Linked DNA regions of Mustela erminea: region 2 is linked to region 1. Evidence: chromatin contacts called from public Hi-C data. All regions are on one chromosome and are shown on one strand. The core of a region is the stretch at or near the end of the contact, and the rest is flanking DNA. Distances in the headings are between cores, read along the strand shown.

Evidence for each region. A called contact is a pair of places that touch in the nucleus more often than the background predicts.
Region 2: a contact with region 1 is called in a Hi-C map of fibroblasts, with 5 times the contacts expected there. The contact joins the promoter of RNGTT here to the promoter of LOC116588238 in region 1. A contact is called at or near these places in 3 of 3 Hi-C or Micro-C datasets (fibroblasts, skeletal muscle and spleen).

The regions. Positions count from the first base shown.
Region 1 is chr4:41,323,425-41,327,296 of mMusErm1.Pri, forward strand. LOC116588238 (coiled-coil-helix-coiled-coil-helix domain-containing protein 2-like) reads right to left here and starts at 1,648. Exons shown (of 1, transcript XM_032339074.1): 1 at 809-1,648. The coding sequence starts at 1,584. The coding sequence ends at 1,114.
Region 2 is chr4:41,527,124-41,530,995 of mMusErm1.Pri, forward strand. It overlaps RNGTT (mRNA-capping enzyme), which reads left to right and starts at 1,725. Exons shown (of 16, transcript XM_032339080.1): 1 at 1,725-2,017. The coding sequence starts at 1,954.

The sequences.
Region 1 (3,872 bases), core at 398-2,897:
AATCTGAGCTGTTACTATTGTACCGTCTGCCTTTCTAAAAAGATGTCATTATACCTCCTCCCTACAGCTCACTTTACAGTAATTGTCTACATTCACAGCCTTTATTTCCTTGTGGGAGGGTTGCTATATTCAGATTTGTTGGCCTGCTCTCTGTAAGATATAAGAAGGAAGCTGAAAGCTTGCCTAAAATCTCAGGGATTTCCCATTTTGGGGCTTCCTGGAGGTTTGCAGGGAGACAGCCGGGTCAGCCACGCTCTCAGCAAATACTCTATTTATGAGACAATCAGAACCACCCGCAGGACAGAAGAGATCCTGGGAGCTCCTACTTGAGGCCGTCTTTCCCAGGACACAGCTGAGCTGGGAAGCTCGCTGTAGCACTGAATGCTGAGAAGGAAGCATCCCCGTGCCCAAGGCCCTTTGGTCACTTACTGGAATGTCTCTGTCCTCACCTGGACATTTGGCCTTGCTTCTCATAGCCCACTCTGAGTTGGAAGGCTCCTTGCATGACTGGGTGGGGACGGGGGAGGTGGGTAGGCAGCAGCACAGCATTTCTTTTTCTTTTTTCTTTTGAAATTACCAGGGACCACTCTTTAAAAAGCGGGGGGCACCCAGGTGACTCAGTCCAAAGAACATGGGTCCCTTGATCTCAGGGTCATGAGTTTGAGCTCTATGTTGTGTGTAGAGATTACTTAAATGAATGAATACATAAAAACTTTAAAAATAAAATAAAACAAAATAAATAAAATACAATAGCATTGCTAATTAATACTAACTGATACCTTCAGATGGACCCAAAGGTAAAGTTCAGTTTTTTTTTTTTTGAGAGAAAATCACTTTATTCTATTAATTAGTTCACAAATGAGAACATCACAAAAGGTGATTTAAGGAGGCACACAAACATCCTTGCAGCCCCAAACTCAAACCATCTCAATGAACTTCTATTCAGTAAGAACATGCTTTTCATCTCAATTCTGAAGAAAGCTGTAATTAAAGATGGAAAGGCTTAACTGGTGATTTTATACTTTATATATTCACTGTTAATTATATATTTTTATGCTAAATTAACTTGGTCATGAGAGATGATTTTCCGTGTCTTCAATTTGAACTTCTTGATTAGGCTAATCCATTTGCAAATCTGCACTGTTTCAGCACCTCGCTGAAACCTTCACAAAGCTTAAGGTCACCCTGGTTCTGGGCGCACTCCAGAAACTGTTTCATCTCATAGTGGCAAGGGCCAAACTGCTGCTGTGGCTGCTGGTACACTGGCTGGGCTCCCTGAGGCTCCTGGTAAGTGATGTCAGGCCTTGAAGGCTCAGCACTACTTCCTCCACCGAAGCCCCCAGTGATGGCGTGACCTATCGTGTGCCCAACAGCAGAGCCCACAGCCACGCCTGCTGCAGTGGATGCCATTTGGGCCATGAGACCGGGTTGCCGGGGTGCAGCCGCAGGTGAGCCAACAGCAGATGGGGGAGCCGCTGCTGGCGGCTGAGCTGCAGGCGCTGGTCTCGGTGCAGCTCTCATCTGAGGAGCCCGGCTGGCCGGAGGGGCCATGCGGGAGGTGCGGCTCCGGCTTCCACGCGGCATGGTTCCTGGCGGAGCGGCCCTGCTTCCAGATGTCCGAGACGCGGCGGAGACCCCCTAAAGTTCAGTTTTTAAGCAAAATTATCATGGTTGTCTAAAATATTACATGTCCCTAACACTGAGGTTTCGGAGTGTGAGTTGTGGAAGTTCTAAAGTTGGGTGAAGCTTAACTCAGCGACACCCGAAACTGAACATTCAACTCTAGAAGAACCTGCTGAGAAAACCACCTGTGCTGCTTTCTTTAGCATTTTCTACAGAATAATTAGAAGCAGGAGTCATGGGCTCTAAAACCACATCACCAGGGATTGGCTGGCTGTATCTTCAGCATTGACTAAAACAGGAAATTACCAGGTGTACGGAAATGGAGCTAATGAGAGCAAGAACCTCCTACAACTTAGTAGCCACTTGGGAAAAGCGACCCAAACCAAATTACCCATCTGGACCTGTTTTCTGTTCCTAAATGAAGTAAATTAACTTGGAGAGCACTAACACCTCCTCCAGCTGGTAGGGTCATGATTCTAGGAGATGCCACCAACGGTTAGGGATGGCAATCCTCTACAAACCTGTCCTTTGTATTCATCTTGGAGCTGTCCTGGATGTTTTCCTGGTGGGATAGCAGGGTGTGGAGCAAGATTCAGGGTGATTTCAGAAGCCCCTAAAGTGGGCACCTGGGTGGCTCAGTCGGTTAAGCATGTGCCTTCAGCTCAGGTCATGATCCCAGGGTCCTGGGATCGAGTCCCTGCGTTGGGCTCCTCGCTCAGTGGGGAGACTGCTCTTCCCCCTGCCTGTGCATTCTCTCTCTGACAAACAAAATCTTAAAAAATAATAATAATAATAAATTAAAAAAAAGAAGGCCCTAAAGAAAGCCAACCCTGACAGTCAGAGGGCAGAAAGTGGACACAAATCCACAAAAAGCATTCATTTCACTGACTTTTAAGGATCCCCAGTGTTTTCTCTCTCCTTAAAGCAAGGAACCAAGTCATTGGAAAAAGTGGAGACAAAGGAATGCACAATGAGACTGGCTATTTTGTTGTGATTTTTCCACAGATTCAAAGAGAGTGGAATTTGTGTCCGCTTATTTTTAAGGAATTATATGCAACCAGCGTTAATCTGTGAGTCAAGACAGTCTCATGCTGAAAAAAGTCCAATAGTCATACATTACATTGCACAGCTATTATTTCCTTCTTTTCTGCTGCTGAATTCAGCCTACGCCTATTGTTTATTTTATGATAAGATTAAATTACATTCTTTCTTTTCTTCAAGAGTTGAAGAGCTCCAAATATGGCTTCTCATTCAAAGAATTCATTCTTACCATGGCCAAAAAGCCTTCTTTCGTTTAAATGGATCATTTCCCCTAATTAGCAGGGAATAATCTGGAACTAATTAACTAAAATATCTAAGATGTCTTCAAAATGCCTTCGACAACATGTTAGATAAGAAGACTGTGTGACAAATCTTTTCGCACACACACCAGCCATTTCAGGCAGAGGGAGGAGTCAGAGTCAATGGAAAAGCACAGGCTTTGGGATCAGAAGCCCAAGTTTTCCTGTTTATTAACCACATGTCCTGCGGAAAATAACTGAATGAGCTGGAGCCTCAGCCTCCTCATCCATGAAGTAGACGTAGTAATCTGCTGTGCCAACTTCCGGGGCCGGGTCTTGGGGCCAAATGGAACCACAGAGGTAAAATGTTTTGTAAATGCCACAGGACCGTTCAGCGGCAAGCTGGAGTTACCCAGCGGTTGGGTGGCTTTGGGCAGATGAAAGAAGTCCTTGTGTTTTGCATTCAGGCCTCAGACCACAAAGTGCCACTGAGGGGAACCCCACATCAACACCCCCCTCTTTCATCCCAGCACATTCCGTGAAGGGCTCTGAGCGGTCACTGTGGCTTTAGGCATAGACTGATAGCACAGTATTTCCTTCTTTCTCCACAATGACTCCTGTAAGCTGGGATGAGCACATCAAACTCCATCAACAAGAACTAGGGGACTTTTTGAGTTTGTGTGTGCATGTTATACCGGAACCTAGAAGCCTGTGTGTTTCAGTTAAGAACAGGCTTGGAAATAGTTTAAGAAGTTGCCATAACAATTTGATCATGAGTCCAGCAGAGGGAGACAGGCATGCACTGAGTGCCCACAGGCCCAGTGATGTAATTCACAGCTTTACATCACAAACAGGAAATACATTCAAGACACTTATGAGGGCCTGGGTGACTCAGTTGGTTAAGCGTCTGCCTTCAGCATCCCAGGATGGAGCCCCACATCCAGCCCCCTGCTCAGTGGGGAGTCTGCT
Region 2 (3,872 bases), core at 475-2,974, 200 kb after region 1:
GAGGGAAGAATTCACCCATGAAGAAGCGATAAAGAGGAGGCCAAGACCTATTTATGAGGGTAGGTTAGGAGTTCTAGAAAACCAGGGAGGTGTCATGTTGGTCCTTGTGTGGGCATCTATTTTTCCTCTTGTGGAAAAGCAGAGATGTGGGATTAGGAGTGATATAGACAGAAATACAAGAGAAAAACATCAAGAGAAAGATTCCTGTTAGTAAGAAACTGCCCAGTGACTTGGATGCCACTTTCCTACTCTACTGTCTTTTGTGGGGCATAAGGGAGCCATGAGGTCCTTTTGCTCTATGGGCACTAAGGATGGAGAGGGCATGAACGATAATGATGTAAAACTTAAGCACACACTGACGGCTTACAACCAATTACAGAGGCTCATGGGTGGCATGAAGCCTCTGGGAAGCTCTCCCTGTGCCTAGGACTGTGTGTGTGTGAGAGTGTGTGAGGGGGGATGCTTTCCAAGGGGAGTCATCCCCAGAGAGGGAAAATGAGATATTATCACAGGATTCGGTTCACCTTTTCCATCCCTAGAGATTTGGGCATGGTATCCATTTTACTTTGTCAGCAGGGAAGAGAAATATTTAGATACACAGCTGGTCGGTAAGGAAAACCTTATCTTGTCCTGTCAGGAGAGGTGTGACACATTTACAAAAAGGTCTCAGTAGTTGTAACAGCAGGACAGACTGGGAGTGAGACCTAACTCAGGACCTCTCTGTTTATGGGAGAATTCTGAGTCTTACTGAGAGGGTACAGGCATTCAGGGGCTGAGCTGTTCCTTAAGTTTCCCACCTACCCACTTTAAAGTATACGCCACCCACCCCCTAAACTCACAATCTTACAATTCAAATATAGTATTGGTCTTTAAAACCAAATCGCTACATTAAAATTAATTTTTCCATTATCCAGTTTTATGTTTAACACTTTAGTAATTACAGAAAGTCTTATTACAGGACGGAGTTTATAAAACGTTCCCAATCACTCCTGTTTAACTCGAAGGGTAAGACCATTTGTTCGGTAAGGCAAAGAACACCCCTTTGTGTTCCCGCCTTTGCCAGTTATGCACGTTAGTAACTTTGAGACACGGAGCCCCTGATGCTCCCCAGTACTCGAAAAATTTGCTCCAGAAATGTACAAACAAAACTCTAGAAAACCATTTTGGGATTAATTTCAGATACTTCAAGGATCCTTACAAGTACCCCCCCGCCCCCGCTCCCAAAGAGAAAGTCATTTCTGGCATTCCAACTTCTCGCCCTTAGAATGTCTCTAAAGCTTGTTTCCCTGATCCATGTCAAGGAAAACTTCCCAAATTTCAGCTCAAACTCAGATCCTGCCGGGACGCCAAGCTGGGCAGAAAAAAGGGCGATCAGGCTCTAGATCGTTAACAGTGGTGGGAAGGACACTTTCATCACTAAAACAGATGCTTTTGTGGAAGCTGCGGATCAGTCTACGCCTGGAAAGAGGGCTGGCTTCTCTACATCTTCAGGGGTGTCTATCTGCTGACTAGGGAAGAATACAAAATACGTGTCATTTGCGGGAACCGGTACGAGGCCACCCGCGCTTGCGCGAAGCCGTCCTAAGGGCGAGCGGGAGTTCTCGGTGGGGCGGGGCAATGGAAGACGCGCCCCTCCCATTCGCCGTGGCTTTAACTCCCTCCCATCCCTCTTAACGAGCATCTGCGTCTTTCCCTCTGACCTCGGAAAGAAGGGGGCGGGGCCTTTAGGGGCGGAAGTAGCAGTGCATTGTGGGCTCTCTTAGAGTGGTGGAGTTGATCCTGAATGAAAGTGGCGCGCCGCCTCTGACGTTTCCCGGGCAGGAGCTGCTGGGATTTCGACCCCTGCCGGGATTCGGGTGCCTCGGACCCTCGGTACGGAGCCGACCGCGAGGAGGCGGCGGCGTTGGCGCGGCGAACGTTGGTGGAGGGGGCGCCTCTGCGCGGCCCCGAGACATGGCTCATAACAAGATCCCACCACGGTGGCTGAACTGTCCGCGGCGCGGCCAGCCGGTGGCAGGTAACCCGGACGGGGGTGGTGTTCGAGTCCCTGCATATCCGCGGGCCCGTGGGTGGGCCGTGTGAGGGGCGCAGCTTTCGTGGGGTTCCGTGCTTGTTAGTGGTATTTCAGGACCGAGATGTGCTCGGTCGGACGAAGCTTCGTGGTTGAGTGTTTGGGAAAGTGATTGGAGGGGGTGGGCCGGTGGGTGGGGGCACGTGTCACTCTCCAGGACGACTAAGTATTGCGAACGCGAAAGTAGACAGGAGGTTTGGGTAGCGGGAGCTGGGGGCCCAAGAACACAGCGGGCATTACTTTGAAGCTTAGAAGTTTAGGAACCTTCCAGGTTTCTCGGATGGGGTAGGGACAAGTGTCAGTCTTGAGATGGAGGGCTCAAGAGGAGAGGGAAGTTTCCCAGTGCTGAAATGGATCGACACTGACTGGAGTTTGGTTTTTAAAAACGATTTTGTTGTGAATTTTTGCGTCTTCATTGAGTTTGACACATAACAAACCTTAAAGTGTTGTGTGAGAAATGCCGCATACCCAGACACACTTCCAGTGAAACACCCATGAAACCACCACTACAATCAAAACAGTGAACATAACCATCACCGCTCAAGAGTTTCGACTGCCCCCTGTAATCCCTTCCTCCTCAGGCAATCTCTTACATGCTTTCTGTCATAGATTAGTTTGCATTTTCTATACTTAAAAAAAAATAAATAGAATCATACAGTGCATACACTTGTTTTGGGGGGAAGGTCTCTGTATTCTTTTGCTCAGCATTGTTATTTTGAGATTTATCCAAGTTCTTGTATGTTTGTATGTGCATCCCTTTTTATTGCACATACAAACAGTAGTAGTCCATTGTTAATGGATGCAGCACATTTGTTTATCCATACACTCACTGATAGTCATTTAGGTTGTTTGCAGTTTTTGGCTATTACAAATTAACCTGCTATGAACATTCCTGTGCAGTAATTTGTATGGATATATGCTTTCATTTCTCTTGTGTCAGGTTCTAGGAGAGGAAAGGATCATATGGTAGGTGTATGTTTAACCTTTTAAAAAAATGTCAAACTCTTTTTAAAAGCCATAGCATTTTACATTCCCACCATTAATGTCTGAGAGTTCTGTTTAGTTCATATCCTCTCCAAGGCTTGGTATGGTCAGTCTTTTTAATTTTACCCACGATAATAGGTATTTAGTCATATTGTGGTTTGTGGTGTATATGAGCTTCTTGGCAATTCACATATCTTCTGTGAGATGTCCAGATCGTGTACTGATTTTTTAATTGGGTTTTTATCTTATTGTTGAATGGTTAGACTTCTTTATATATTGTAAATACAAATCGTATATTGGATATATGCTTAAATTTTTTTTTTCTCCTGTCTGTGGCTTGGTTTTTCATTTTCTTAACACTGTGTTTTTGAGGAGTGAACGATTTACATTTGAACCACAACTTGCTGCTGATTCTAGAAGGGTTTTGTAGTGAACTATGATTACATGTTATGTATATATTTATAGTATGTCTTACCAGTTATTTGAAATTGTTGAAAGAGTCCTTTTTTATTTTTTTTAAAGATTTTTAAAAAAATTTTTAAAAAAAATTTAATTTTTTGTGTTTTTATAAACATATAATGTATTATTAGCCCCAGGGGTACAGCTGTGTGAGTCGCCAGGTTTACACACTTCACAGCACTCACCATAGCACATACTGTCCTCAATGTCCGTAACCCCACCACTCTCTCCTTACCCGCCTCCCCCCGGCCATTCTCAGTTTGTTTTGTGACATAAGAGTCTCTTATGGTTTGTCAAGATTTTTTTTTTTTTAAATTCATTTAAGAGAGAGGGAGAGACAGAGACAGAGCACAAGCTA